Linked DNA regions of Macaca mulatta: region 2 is linked to region 1. Evidence: chromatin contacts called from public Hi-C data. All regions are on one chromosome and are shown on one strand. The core of a region is the stretch at or near the end of the contact, and the rest is flanking DNA. Distances in the headings are between cores, read along the strand shown. Region 1 overlaps CTBP2 (C-terminal binding protein 2). Region 2 overlaps CTBP2 (C-terminal binding protein 2).

The links. A called contact is a pair of places that touch in the nucleus more often than the background predicts.
Region 2: a Hi-C map of sperm shows a contact between it and region 1, with 3 times the contacts expected there. The contact joins two enhancer-like sites. A contact is called at or near these places in 3 of 14 Hi-C or Micro-C datasets (blood, cortical neurons and sperm).

Annotation. Positions count from the first base shown.
Region 1 is chr9:137,118,335-137,125,171 of T2T-MMU8v2.0, forward strand. The region is part of intron 2 of CTBP2 (C-terminal binding protein 2); the gene reads right to left. Among named protein-coding and RNA genes, the nearest start is that of CTBP2, 100 kb to the right of the region's middle. Within about 2 kb of position 4,602, at least 13 of the 40 cell types and tissues checked have an H3K27ac peak or open chromatin away from gene starts, as enhancers often do.
Region 2 is chr9:137,208,237-137,216,040 of T2T-MMU8v2.0, forward strand. All of the region lies in intron 1 of CTBP2 (C-terminal binding protein 2), which reads right to left. Among named protein-coding and RNA genes, the nearest start is that of CTBP2, 11 kb to the right of the region's middle. Within about 2 kb of position 2,230, at least 5 of the 40 cell types and tissues checked have an H3K27ac peak or open chromatin away from gene starts, as enhancers often do.

The DNA of each region.
Region 1 (6,837 bases), core at 3,352-5,851:
CTCTGGAAGGTTCTCTCCGAGGGACCTGCTGAGCCCCTCACTGCATTCTCCATCACACTTTCCCGAGGAAGACACAAGGGTCCCTCTTCCCCGGGTCCACAGGATAGCCTCCAGCCATGGAAGCATGCCTGTCCACCCTCTGGGTTGGGCTCCGTTCCCCACGCCAGGTCCCGGGGGCAGGAGGGAGACAGCAAGGCCAGAAGATAGTGCAATCTTATTCCCAAAGAGGCACCCAGGAAGGGTTAAACGGATTGTTAAGAGACAAAACTGATGAAAACGACTTCAACACAATCTGATGAGGTCAGCGGGTAGAAAGGCCTAATGACACTTGTAAGAAAAAACATCTGTCGGTGTCAGAAGGTCAGCAGGAAGTGAGTGGGATTTACGTGGCTGGGATTGGCCAGACCAGCACTCCTCGAAAGAGAGACACACACATGGCTTAACTTAGCCTGAGAGGAACAACAAAAACCCCTTTCAATTGTCCTGTGACCAGCCCCCGCCTCCTTCTAAACAACAGGCCAGACCCTGAGCTATGAAATCCGTCTGGGCCCCTGACTGGCAATTAGCTCTCTGTTCATTCACTGATGGGCCACCGAGGCCCAGACTCCCCCCAGCGAGTCTTCTGGGGATGATGTTTTTGCTGTGTGTATCCCTTTTCCAGGCCACAGAATCTCCAGCTTGACTTTTTCCTTGGAACACAACGAGGGTCACTTGAATAGCAAATGTTTCAATAAATCCATCATCACAAAAACCAAAACAAGAAGTTTCTCTGGAAAACAGGAAGTCCTGGTACATTGCATGGCTTAAAATAGGGCCCGTTTCATCTGTTGACAAAACTCCCGTCTCTGAAGCCTCTTGGAGCTTTGTCCAGGATCCAACTTACCTTTTAACGCCTCCTTCAGTAAAGCATCCCAGTGCCTCGGGCAACAGACCGGCCTGGACTTCGTTACACTCTGACGCAGGTCACAGGTCTGGGTCCTGGCCGTCCCACTTCCTGTTCACAGGCCCCAAGAGGGTCTCACGGGAAGCCAGGCTCAGGGCCACGGCAGGAGTGAGGCCTGGCGCTTTCTGGCACAAATGAGCTGAGGTGGCGGGGTGCGGGGGGGGTCGCGGGGGTGGGGGGCGGGGGGTGTGCTTTTCAGCCTTCTCATCTAAAGCATTTCTAACGTGGAGGCCTCTCAGCGTCAGGACTCTGCTTGTTCTTTATGAACTGTTGGAGTTTTACAGGAGCCCTGACTGGGAGAAACTTTTGGGCTGTCACCCGAACTTGACCACTGTGCAGTAGGCAAAGTGAGGGAACCCAGTTGCACCCAGCCAGCCAGGAATATGCAGCTGTGCCCTCCCCAAAGTCACCCACTATAAAGAATACAGGCACCAGAAAACTCCAGAAAGACGTTAAAGTTCTTCACACGACAGGTTTGCACACACAGTGCTGCGTCCTCACGAGATGCCTCCTGGCCACCATCCCGTAAAGGTGCTCTCACCTGATCTAACCATCCATTCCTCTCCTGCTGATTTTTGCCTTTTCCGTGCTAACCGCCAAGGATTTGGAGGACGGTGTTCACACAGCGAGGCACAGGTGTGTGTCACCACTATTCCCCTGTTGAAATGTGAAGCCACGGCCGGGTGCAGTGGCTCACACCTGTAATCCCAGCACTTTGGGAGGCTGAGGCAGGCAGATCACCTGAGGTCAGGAGTTCGAGACCAGCCTGGCCAACATGGCGACACTCCATCTCTACTAAAAATACAAAAATTAGCGAGGTGTGGTGGCACAATGGCTCACACCTGTAATACTGGCACTCTGGGATGGCGAGGTGGGCAGATCACCTGAGGTCGGGAGTTCGAGACTAGCCCGGCCAACATGACAAAACCCTGTCTCTACTAAAAATACAAAAATTGGTCAGGCGTGGTGGCGCACACCTGTAATCTCAACGACTCAGGAGGCTGAGGCAGGAGAATCATTTGAACCCAGGAGGCAGTGGCTGCAGTGAGCCAAGATTACGCCACCACACTCCAGCCTGGGCGATAGGGTGAGACTCTGTCTCAAAATAAAAAGGCACAGAGAGATCAGAGAATCAAGTCTACAAAATTCTTCACACGGAGATTCCACCATCACCAAAAGCAAATTCCCACGGTCAGGCAGGTGACGAGGACCTTCAGGAGATTTCCTTACCACTAGGATGGGCGAGGGGAGGTTTCTGCACGGATACTGGAGGCTCACTGTGTGAAGCTTCTGGGGATGGCATTGTCACTTTTGTCTCCTTTGCTGGTGCTAAGCAAAGTGTGGGCGGTGGGGGAGAGAGGCATGTTTAAGTAAAAAGGAGACACAAGCAATGCTAGTTGTTTCAGGATCCTGGTGGGTTTTGTTGGTTTACAGAGGAGAAAATCAGCTACATGAAGGTACCTGAGGGGTAAGACATATGCAATTTCACTTCAGAAATGTGAATTGAGGCCGGGCATGGTGTTTCACACTTGGAATCCCAGCACTTGGGGGGCCAAAGCGGGCAGGTCATTTGAGGTAAGGAGTTCAAGACCAGCCTGGCCAACATAGCGAAACTCCTTCTCTACTAAAAATACAAAAAACTAATTGGGTGTGGTGGCACACACCTGTAATCCCAGCTACTCGGAAGGCTGAAGCACTAGAATCGCTTGAACCTGGGAGGTGGAGGTTGCAGAGAGCAGAGATCGCATCACTGCACTCCAGCCCAAAGTGAAGGATTTAGATGGAATTTACTCCGGACCCAAGGCTTGTCACCGTCAACCCATCCTGATCCACACCTGACCTGGACCCATTAGCCTAATGGCCACACTAAGATTTTCACACTGTTTTTGACGTGGACCCCAGAAGCCATGCTCCAAGGCCACTGATGCTGAAGCAGTGGGCAGCTCAATGTGCCACCCCCTCCCCCCACCAATTTCCTGCCCCACCAGCTCCAGGAGGCGGAATTTGTCATCGTTTGTCTGGATTCACTGGGAGTCAGGAAGGGGCCTGTCTGGGAGCTTGTGTTGGGTCTGGCTCTGCTGATCTTTTGTGGGGAGATACTTAGGATGAAATGCGGTAAAGGACAGAACAGGCTCACTCGCAGGACTTTGTGGGTTAGCCACGAGTTCAACACACCTGAGCCTGTCCCATTGCCCATCCCTGGAGTCATCCCTCCCAGGGCCCAAAGGCTCTTCCGTGTCACTGAAGTTATCATATGGCGGGCAGATTCGAACCGTCTATCCCAGTCACTCTTTTGAAGAGTGAACAATATGGAGAATGTGAACATATGTGGCCACGCAGCTGATATACACAAGCATTCCCCACAGCCATTTATTTTAAGGCACCGTGTGCTATTTTTATCCTCCACAGAAACGCTGCCAAGGGAATCCGCAGAGGAAAACAAAGGCTCTGGAGCTGCGCGGGCTACTCTGGCTTCACACTTTCACACGACAAATGATCACAGCACACTATTTGCCACCTTGTCTCAGAGACAAATGTCATGAAATAAGTCACTTGTCATTATTTGAGTTCAAGTACTTTTTCTTAAAAAACGGCTCTTAAACACAGATGCATTTTTTCTTAACTACTGGTCATGATATTCCACTGCCCCCACCCACGTGTATGTGTGTGTGTGCATGTGTGTACACGTGCGTGTCTGTTGCGGCTTACCTGTAACACTGGTTCTGAGCAAGTGAAAAATTTGCAAATGTGTTGTGGAAGAGAGTGGCAATGCTCATCCCCAGCAGGGAACGTTCCCGAGTTTCCATCTCTGCCTGCGATTATGTGCAGGGCAGTCATGCGGAAGAGAGACTGGGTGTATTCTGTGTGGGCAGAACCATGACCAAGGGAGAGGGGAAGCCAAGAGGAGAGATTTCAGATGGATAAAGAAGTTTCTCACAGTCGAGGAATAAGAACCACACGGGCAGGCTTCCTCGGAGAGGCCCGTGCCCCAACCTAGAGGACATGAAGCCCAGACCAGGACTGTGACCTGCAGCTGGAGACCCCTCTTGACCCATGGGGGCTGGTGTGCTAAGGTGCAAAGGGAAGGAAGAGCAACATGCAGCGTGACACCTGCAGACAGTTCTTCCTGTTCTGGAATCTTCCGGTTGGCCCCAGGGGTGCACCCTAGGGCAGCCCACAGCCAGCCCCTGCTAGATCCTGGCTCCCGGCAACCCTCAATGCTGAACTCTGCCGGGATTCCTGCGGCGGCAAACAGCCCTGGTATGTACCATTTTATTTTCACTCCAAACATCCTTCCTGGGACCATCCCAGCAAGCTGAGCATACTATTTTCAACTAAGGCCCTGGCATTGTCTAGGAATGTTTTCAGGGCTAAGCAAATTGCTAAAGCAAACATCTTATTTTCGTCTGCAAGGACAGCCAAGCGCTGTAAAAATACTTCCCGATAGGACTTCCAGTGGAACGGCCCCCTCTGGTGGTGCCGTTGGCACCAGACACTCTGGTTCAGGGAAAGTTCTCACTGGGCATCCAGGGCTACACCCACACTTCCCTTGACGGTGGCCCCATTGGCAGCCGCCCTGCTCCACACCCCTAGATGCCCCAGGAGAAGGCCAGAGAAGGCCTGTGGGCAGGAAGGGGTACAGGCCCTGCAGCACCAGGAACAGGGCCTCCCTCACCTCTCCTCCTTCCTGCTCCAAGGGACAGCCACAACTTGACACCAAATCCCACAGATCCCAGTTCCAGGAGTGGCCTGGGACTCAGACACCAGGTGACCTGGGTATGGGAGAATATAACGGGGTCTACAGCAGCAAAGTCTGAGGCTCCCACACCAAGCCAGAGGCAACTGAGAGCCGGTACCACAGGCCAGACGGAGCCCCCGTGCAGCGTCCTGGACCCGCTAGCTAGCCTGCATTCCTGGGTTCAGCATCCTGGACCTGCTAGCTAGCCTGCATTCCTGGGTTCAGCATCCTGGACCTGCTAGCTAGCCTGCATTCCTGGGTTCAGTATCCTGGACCTGCGAGCTGGCCTGCATTCCTGGGTTCTCAAACGCACCACGGTGAGGTGCCACCTCCTCACGGTCACTACAACTGTCACACCTTTACTGAGGGGAGCAGCTGTAGTAATAAGCAGGCTCCCCGGTTCATGGCATTCTGTGCACTGTTCCCAGCACTTTGCATGAATTCACTCATTCCTCCCAACAATCTCAGCAACCAGGTATGCTTTCCTCATCTAAAATGACTCAACGGAGGCCCGGGGTAGAAAACAACTGGCCAAAGACATAGCTGGGGTGGAGGTGGGACTGAAGCCGGGTAGCCAAGGGGTCGTCTACACCCTGAGCTTGTGATGGACCGAAGCTCCTGGTGTTTCACTTCCTGTTTCAATTGCTAAACTGAGAGGGCCTGAGTGACTGCTCCCACCGGGGCTGCGGAAGCAGAACCCAGTGACTCAAAATGGTGCCAACAGGGGAACGGGGTACACAGGGGGTGGCTGAGGTCTACACCCCTCAGTTCTGGACTACTAGAAAGAGAGATCCCTGAACGGGGGGTGGGGGGCACAGGGGTGCTCTCAAAGCTCCGCTAGTGTTAGTCCTTTTGTTTTAGGAAAACACGCTGAACTACTTGTTGCTGTAATAGAAGCTGGGGTTCACTGTATAATGGCCAGGTAGGGTGTGTCTGTAAGAGAATGCAAGTGAAATAAGGGTGATGAGGACATCTGCTTTTTAAAGTCTGTCCTGTTAAAAGCTGTACATTTGTAATGTGGGGACAGCGCCACCCACTCTGAAGGCTGCAGAGAAGTTCTAGGACAGCAGACACCAACTGGCAGCACGCAGAACGCAGCGTGAGGGGTTAGCATTAGGGTTAGGGTCACTGCCATCTGTGATAAAAAACACAGACGGACCGGGTGCGGTGGCTCACACCTGTAATCCCAGCACTCTGGGAAGCCAAGGCAGCTGCATCACCTGAGGCCAGTTTAAGACCAGCCTGGCCAACACGATGAAAGCTCGTCTCCACTAAAAATACAAAAAACTGGCCGGGCATGGTGGCACACACCTGTAATCCCAGCTACTCAGGAGGGCTGAGGCAGGAGAATCTCTTGAACCTGGGAGGTGGAGGTTGCAGTGAGCTGAGATCGCGCCACGGCACTCTAGCCTGGGCAACAAAGCGAGACTGTATCTCAAAAAGTAAAAAATAAACCACTGAGGGCACCCAAGGAACGGCATCTGCTGTGCACCCATGTTTTTCTAATGGCCCCGAGAGAGGCTGGCTGAACAGACAACTGTGCTCAGATGATCTTTCTGGCGTTCCAGTGAGCAGGCTGGGCCTCCACAGGAAGGGAGCTTAGCCAAAGAAAGGACAGCTCCCCAGCAGCGAGGCAGGGCCCTGGGCAGCTGTGCACAGCCACGGCCAGCCTCGAGCTGGACCTCAGCCGCAACCGTGTGCTGTGCTAAATGGCCATCATTGGTGGAACCAAAAACGAACAATGGGAAAATTATCACATTATCCTTCTACGAAGCAATCTGGAAAGCTAATTACGTGTTACCCTGAGCACATCTTCATCTCTGATGTGGAAACAGCATGGGTGAATTGGTCTGGAGGGGAAAAACATCACACTTAAGAAATACGGAGAATGTATTTCTCTGCAAGCCACACACGTGTTTTACCCACGTGTCATGAGGCCTGTGGCACCCTGATGGGGACTGAGCGTTCACTCCTCTGCCCACGTGAGGAACCAACAAAAGATGGCAAGGACGCCCCAGGATAACACCCAGACACGACGACTCGTGCGTAAGGCCTCACGCACGGTCCTTTCTTGCTGTGGCAAAACCGTTAAGTTTCTCTCAACACACACAAAACCGAAGTAAAATGCTCGTCCTCTGGCTCCCCTACAGTAGTA
Region 2 (7,804 bases), core at 980-3,479, 88 kb after region 1:
ACAGGATGCCACCAAGCAAGTCGACAGCCCTGGTCACTGTCTGGCAAATGCACCCACTCCTCAGGGACCTGGAAGGGTGAAGGGAGCTATGAAGGGAACTATGTGCACAGAGGGAAGGGCAGACGCAGTTCCTTTTCCTGAACAAATATGCTCTTCGGAATGTGGCCTGTCATGCCCATGTTCACTGTGTTTTATGTACTCTATAAAGATGATACTGAGCTCTCAAAAGTGGAGAATTCAAACCTGAGCCACCCTTCTCAACAGGCTCCACCTGGGCAGGGTGGCTGGGGCAGGAGGCTCTGGGCCCCCACCCTGGCTGCCCATCAGGTAAGGCAGTTTTTTCTTCCTTCTCCAGGAAGAGAAAGTAGGTCTTAAATAGAAAGTAAACATTTTACTGGGCATTTCTTGGAGTGACCTAATACGCAGTAACAGCCCACAGACTAAAATTAACCTTGTGAACAGTTTTCAGTTCATTGCTTTGGCCCCAGGAATCAGTGAGAAGATGGCTGTTCCCAAACTAAGCCAGCCCTACCAGCCACTCCCCTTCCCTACCACAGGGCATGACATCTTCCAGGAATTTTTAACATAGCACCATGACAGGTTTGGCAGCTCACACCTGTAATCCCAACACTTTTGGGAGGCCAAGGAGGGAGGATTGCTTGAGCTCAGGAGTTCATGACCAGCTTGGGCAACATGGCAAACCCCATCCCTACAAAAAATACAAAAACTAGCCAGGTGTGGTGCCATATACCTGTAGTCCCACCTACTACTTGGGAGACTGAGATGGGAAAATTGCTTGAACCCGGGAGGTCGAGGCCGCAGTGAGCTGTGATTGTGCCACTGCACTTCAAGCCTGGGCAATGTGGTGAAACCCCCATCTCAAAAAAAAAAAAAAATTTAACAAACACATATGATATGTCAGGCTCGTTCTAAGGGCTTTATAAACATTACCTCACTGAATCCTTACAACACACCCTCTCCTTACCCTCATTTTACAGATTCAGAAACTGAAGCCCTTTGCAAAGGCTTCCCAGAGTGGGAGAGAAGTCAAGCATTTCTTTCCATCCCTTCTTTGCCACACTTCCTTGAACAGTCTGTCCCCCTTGTATCTCATTGCCTCTACTAAGCTCTAGGAGGGCAGGCCCATCTCTCCTTGGACACAGCCTCAGTGTTTGAAAGGAAGAATGACATTCACGACCTTCCAGTGAGACCTCTTGTCACCAGCCACCAAAGTGAGCACAGCAGTTAGCTCAGCACTTTTAAAGTGCACTGCCGGGGCCCCTAGAGCAAAACTTTGGATCTGAGCCAGGCCCCTGACATGCCAAGTAACCACCAGGTTGCAAAAGTCTCAGCTACAGGCGTGACCACGAAGGTGGTCCAAGTGCTGCTGCAGCCCCTTCCCGCTAACCACAGCGAACCCAGGCTCCCCTCCCCCCCTGCCTGCTGCTCTAGAAGACAAAGAGAATTGGGGAAGAAAACTCCTTGACAAGAAGCTTCCTTGCCGAGAAATATTTTAAAGGACTATTCTGAGGGGTCAAGTAACATATGGGACTTGCTTCTAAGCTCTCAGGCCTGGCTGGGACACAACCAGGGACCCAAAAGCACAACTGGGTTGAGTCCTAACCCCCCTCCCTTCATCCTCTGCGGACATGAGATCCTCAGCTAAGACACTCCCCCGTTCACCAGAGGCGTCTTCCGTTGCCCACTATTTGGAGCCATGTGGCCAACTTAGGATAGAAAAAAATGCCCCACTCTTCGAGGCCTTCCTTAAACGCCAAGGAAGACATTGCTGCAGACACAATTCCAACTTCAATTGTGACCCTCCTGGCTTTTGTCAGTTGAAGCCTCATTCTTAATCCTGGGCTTAGTTGAGAAATGAGAAGGATGTGTGCAAGTGGAGGAAAATGAATCCTCAACCCTGAGCGAAAAGCACGCGCCGTGGAGGAGCGAGGAGAACGGACACTCTGCAGATGCCAGGGCTGGGAAACAGGGTGAGGGGAAAACCGGCTCGCTGGCCTCAGAGCTGCGGCAGGTCCACCACGGTGCCGTGTTTTGCTGGAGGAACCTGGATGCCAGCTCGGTGGATCTTCTGCCCAGCACAAAGGATCTCTGAAACCTGGAACAGGACAGGGGACACACCACAGACACGACACGGGCTCTGGAAGACCACTCACAAGGCCTGGCTCGCAGGAAATGACCATTCACGGGAACCTGCACGCTGCAGTCATTCTCATGCTTAGACGCCATGTCCACTTGCCAAGCAACAGCCTCTGAGAAAGCAGCTTCCCCCTTCTCAGTGTCCCAATGAGGCAACACAAGAGAGGAGAGGGCTGGCCGGGGGATGATCCTGGCCCCACCACCCTCTTCCAGGTGGAGTGAAGCAGAATGGAGACCTGTTTAAAGACTGCAGGGAGGACTTCAAATAGGCAGCCTCTAATCACTACCCAAGCCGGAGCTGAGCCAGGACACCAGCCTCACATGACTGATTTGTCAAGAGACTCCTCCCAGCACTTCCTTGAGTCATCCACAAGACAGAGCAGAACCCAAAGGCCGAGATGGAGGCAGAGGGACACCACCCCTGGCCCCACTGGAGCCCCAGTGAAGACCGAGATTTCCAGAACACACATGTGCTCACAAGCACACACGTGTTCACAAAAAGAAGAGAAGGGTTGTAGAGGAGGAAGGTAATCTTATAAAGAAAAGCCTGTTTTTCAGGAAAACCTCCACCTTATGGGGACCTTACCCTCTTCAGAAAGCCAAGGTCAGCCTGGGAGCTCCCGCATCACCTGCCCCGGGTACTCTCCCGGTGAGTTCATCACCCAAGCTCACCCAAGCAGGGCTGGTCTCTGGATTTGAAGACACACCCAACTTTGTGCCATTCCCTTTCAGTTCTCTGATAGCCTCTTTGAAAAGAAGGCTGTTCCCTTTGTTCAGGAGTATTAATTCAAATTCCTTTCTAAGGCTCACACCACACAAATGCAGGGGAGCGACCCAAAGGAAGTTCATCCGGCAAAATCCAGTTTCTCCCCGCTTTTCACAGGAGTGGTGCAAATAGACACTCCCAGCTAGGAGAAATCCTAAGCATCTTCCCTGTCTCTTGACCCCCAACTCCCCAAGGTGGAACCCACAAACCAGATCCTATTTAAGGTGTGCACATGGCTCCAGTTGAAAGCCAGAGGCAACCAGAGTTGGGGAGGGAGGTGGGGGGTGGAGGGCGGCTGCGATCATGCCATCCCAGACCACAAACATGGTGTTACCTATTGATAGTCTTACCTATTGATAAAATGTTACCTGGCCACTAAATCCAACTTTACCACATGAAGCCCTAAGCACTGTGAAAGCCACACACAGAACCCCCGGAGAGTGTGCCCTTGCGCTCTTGGAGTGCGGCGGGGGGGGGGTGATGTTGCATCAGACACACAGATGACGGCAAGGGAGAAACTGAGCTTGGGAGGAAAGAAGAGGTCTGTTGGTTAGCGTGGCAGAGCCATCCCCAGACATTTCCCGTGTCCCAGTCAAAGGCCACAAGCAGCCTCGGGCAGCCACAGAGAAGCCAGAGGCAGGTGAAGTTGGTAGTAACTAGCTAGACTTAATTACCTAAGCTCCCTGGCTCTGATTCTTCATTGGTAAAACAGTGACTAACTACCACCTCTGCCTCTGCCAGGACAGCCCTGTGCTTCGGCCCCGGAGAGCCGATCTCAAGGCAGGTGTCTGGCCTTTGCCTGGACACAGCGAGTCTGTGATCCAGAGAGTCTGACCCATGTATTCAATGGGGCCTGCCTCAGGCTTCTGAACAGGAGCCACGCTGTTCTGAAGATTCTCTCCAAAAGTGTAGTGAATGTAAAACGTCCTAGAGCAGGAAATGATCTAGAAACCGCTCCGTGGCATTGGATTGTGACTTCCTAACAAAATGATCACTCATCAAACAGGTCTGGGCCTGAGAGAAAGATATCTTTATCTGAGAAGCTCAGTTGATTCCTGGGGAAAACGGGACGGCTCCTCCCCTGAACCTTTAATTTCAGGGTGGGCAAGGAAAGAGGCTCACCCCAGGCAGGAAGGAGTTCCTCCTCCCACCACGGAGTCATGCCCAACCCACTCAGGCAAGTCCCCCAAGTGACTCCTCAGACATCACCCCACCTCGTGAAAATGAAACGCAACAACACACAATGGCCCAGCGAACTGGTGCCAGACACTAAGTAAGTGCTCAGGAAATGGTTGTTCTCTAGTTACTTGAACAACAGGTACAGCGCACTTGAATGGCTGCATAAATTTCTGGAGCACCAAATTAAATCTGCAAAACATAGAGGCGAACGCAGAAATTCCTCCATGGAGAAGATGGGTGCAAGACGGAACGGGTCAGACCGCACCGTCCTACTACTCAGCGCTCCGACAACCTCTAGTCAGAAGCCTCCCAGGCTTCAGGTGTCAGAGCCGCCGGGGTGAACAGCAGAGAACGCAGCAGAGGAGCGCAAATGTCACTCGTCCTTGACGTGGAATTCTGCTGAAGGTCTCAGTGGCCCTCGCTGTTTCCCACAGCAACTGCCACTGCGCTATTCGTACTACAAGGAAAAACACCCAGATTCGAAGGTTATTCACGAACCGTGGCCGCCCCCAAACACTGCCCAGGAGACGAGATCCCAAGCCGGTCTGGTGGAAATGATGCCGCTGTTTACCGTTTGCTTGCAACTCAGCCACCATCGCGCAGTCAATCAACGAACCTCACCACGACCCCAGGTCTGGAGCGCCCGGAGTCCGCGACCGCTGCGGGGTGGAGGCGGCTCTGACCTGCTGCAACCAGGTCCCTGCCCCTGCTCTGAGCCTGGAGTGCGGGCTAGGGGCCCAACGTGGTGTCCCGCGTGGTCTCGAGGCTCCTCCCTTGCCGGTGCCTCGCGGACCGGAGAGGCGCCGGCGACCCCGCTGGCTTGAGGCGGCGTCTAGCTGGACCCCCGCCGCCCGGGGTCCAAGCGGGCCAGCTCAGCACAAAGGCCAGCGGGAGGAAGGAGGAAGTGGGCACGGGGGGCAGGGCCCATTCTCACACCTCTCAACGACTTCCCCGCGGCGGGAAGCGGCTCCATTTACAAGTGAAAAGGCGAGGCGCGAGGTGGGGGGGCCCGGGGGTGTCAGGTACCGCGACCCGCGGAGGGGCCGGGGCGGGGCCGCCAGGTGCCCTGCGGGGGGAAGAGGGCACAGCTGGGGCGGGGCCGCGGCGCCAGGTGTTCGGGCCCGCGGGGGCGGAGCCTCCAGGTCCACCCGCCGGGAGGAGAGGGGCGGACCCCAGGCATGGAGGGGGCTTCACCTGGGGCTCGGGAGCCAGGAACTCCGGGACCCCGGAAGCCCGGACGCCAGGAGGCCCGTCCTCGCAGCAGGGTGGGGCACCCCCGCGGTCCGGGAAATGCAGGAGACCCCGCCCTCTCCAGGTAGAAGGCGGCCAGGTGTGTCGGGCTGGCCCTCCCCGCAGCAGAAGGTCGCGCAGGACACCGGAAGTCGCCCTGGAGTCAGTCTGAGCTGATCGCAGGGGTTCCCGGCGCCCCAGGCCCCCCACACCGCAAGTCACAGGAACAAGGAGGAAAACAGCCTCTTTATGACGTGGGGGAGGCAATTCAATATTTCTTCCTGGCATAAAATAGGAATTGCTCTATTTACCCAGCCCGCAGGAGCGTCGTGAAGATTAATGACTGTGAAATGTTTTTAAGATCAAAAACATTCCAGATTTTACTTGTAGGCACTTATATGTGCATACTGGTATCTGTATAGCAAAATATACTCTTTATTGATTGCCCTCCTAGTGTGACTTCTATTCCGTAATCCGAAAGCCCTGATATACAAGAATCAGGTCTGTCTCTGCATGCTCCTGAAACACTAGGGAACAGGGAATATGGGTAGGAAATGTCGGGTCAGCTGGGTATCTACCCTGAGCCTCTAGCTCTATCCAGTCCGCAGGGCAGATAGAGCAATCCAGAGTGCCGACCACAGCTGAACGTCTGGAGAAAGGGAAAAAACTTTTAAGATTATTGGTCACTCCCACTGGGAAGAAAACACAGTATCCTCCCCAGCTCATTAGGAGGTGCTTTCAAAGCCTGAGTCTCCCATCAGGGTCTCTGGTGTTTGCGGCGCCTTGGCCGTCACTGGGAGCCAATGGTCAGCCAAGTCCTGCCTGTGCCAGAAGCCCACGCAGCCCATCTGGCCCGGCAGCTCCAACAGCAAGGCCTCCCTGTTCCGAGCGGAGTAAGGCCACATGACCACACGGAGGACAATGTTGGGCTCCCCAGGGGCGTCTCCACTCCAGGCTGAACATTCTCAGTTCCCTCAACCGTTCCTGAGACATGGCTTTAAGCGCTCTCTCGGGCCCTGCCCGCTGCTGGCTCTGGCTGTACTCCAGGTGGGCAGGCCTGGGAGCTGGCTGCAGCAACCCCAAGTGGGGTGTCCAGGATCCAGATGCATTTGCAAGAACCACCCCCACCCCTTCCCTTGGCCTCCCAGGACCTGAACAAGCAGCGGATAAGCCGACTTTGTTTGCACTTCCAGACTGCACTAAAGACTATCCATCAGCAAAAGAATAAACTCACAGCTAGAGTTCATTTACAAGGAAAGGTGCACAAACTCCTGGCCTTTCACCCCCTCCAGCAGAGAAACCTCGAATGCTCTGTTTTCCCCTCCAAACTCTTCATCTCTCATTTCCCCTCTCCACCCTCCCCCTGCCACACACACAGCTGGGGCAGGTACAACACTATCATTTCCAGGTTAGACTCTGGCCACATGCACCTATAAAATAATTCTTTGCTAGCCTAATTTTATAGGTAAGATTTTAAAATTCCATCTTGGAAAAAGAAAAGCCCCATTAGGCCAGAGGAGTTGATCTCCCTCCATGGTCTAGGTCTTCGGTTCCTTCCAGAGAAACTTCCTCAGATTCCGTGACTCCATAATGAAGTTTTTGTTTGTCCTGGGCCTGGACAGATTGCTGGAGGCCAGATTTCAGGCATGGCTGGAGCACAGCCACGATAAGCTGGACTTTACAAGCCCTGAGTTCGCTTGTGCTGCAGGAAGACCTACACACACTGTCGCTGTGACACATCCTTTAACGTGGCCCCTCCAGGCTTCTGCCACAACGTGGGCTGGAATGAGACACAGAAATATTGCCACTATTTCCAGACAATCTTTAAGGCAGCTGACAGTTTCTTTTAGTCATAATTAAGAATTTGTTTTAATGCAAGAAGCACATTTCTGCTGATCAGAGAGCTTTGGAGGAAGCACAAATCAGCAATACAATGGAAGGTACATATTTTTGTATTTTATAAGTGAGAAGGATTTTTAGAACCCCACGGATGAAAAGTCCAGCCCTCCCTCTCCCCCTCACCCCCGCCTCCAGGGTTTTTCTGGACTCACAGAAGGCAACAAAAACCAAAGGCAACACTGGTCACCACCAGGATCGGGGCAGACAACAGCAGCTACTCAGGGTTCCCATCCTTTAAACCCCAACCGATCTCTGGGAGAAACGAAGCCTCTATTATTACCTAGGACAAAAGTCACAATTCTCTACAGAACCAAAATCATCACTTGTCCCATTCATAAGATCCCAACGATTTCATCACAATTTTTGTGAATATTAAGCCAACTCTAGGCAACCATCTGTTACATTTAGTTAGGTAAACAGCTAAAGCAGGGCACCTCTGAAACATTCACTGAGGGAGGGACTAGGCACATATACATGCAAACTGCCACTGGTGCTCACCGAGTGTAGTTGCTAAAAAACTGAACAGGCTTCAGACACCAAAAATGGTTAATGATCTCCATATTATCTACATAT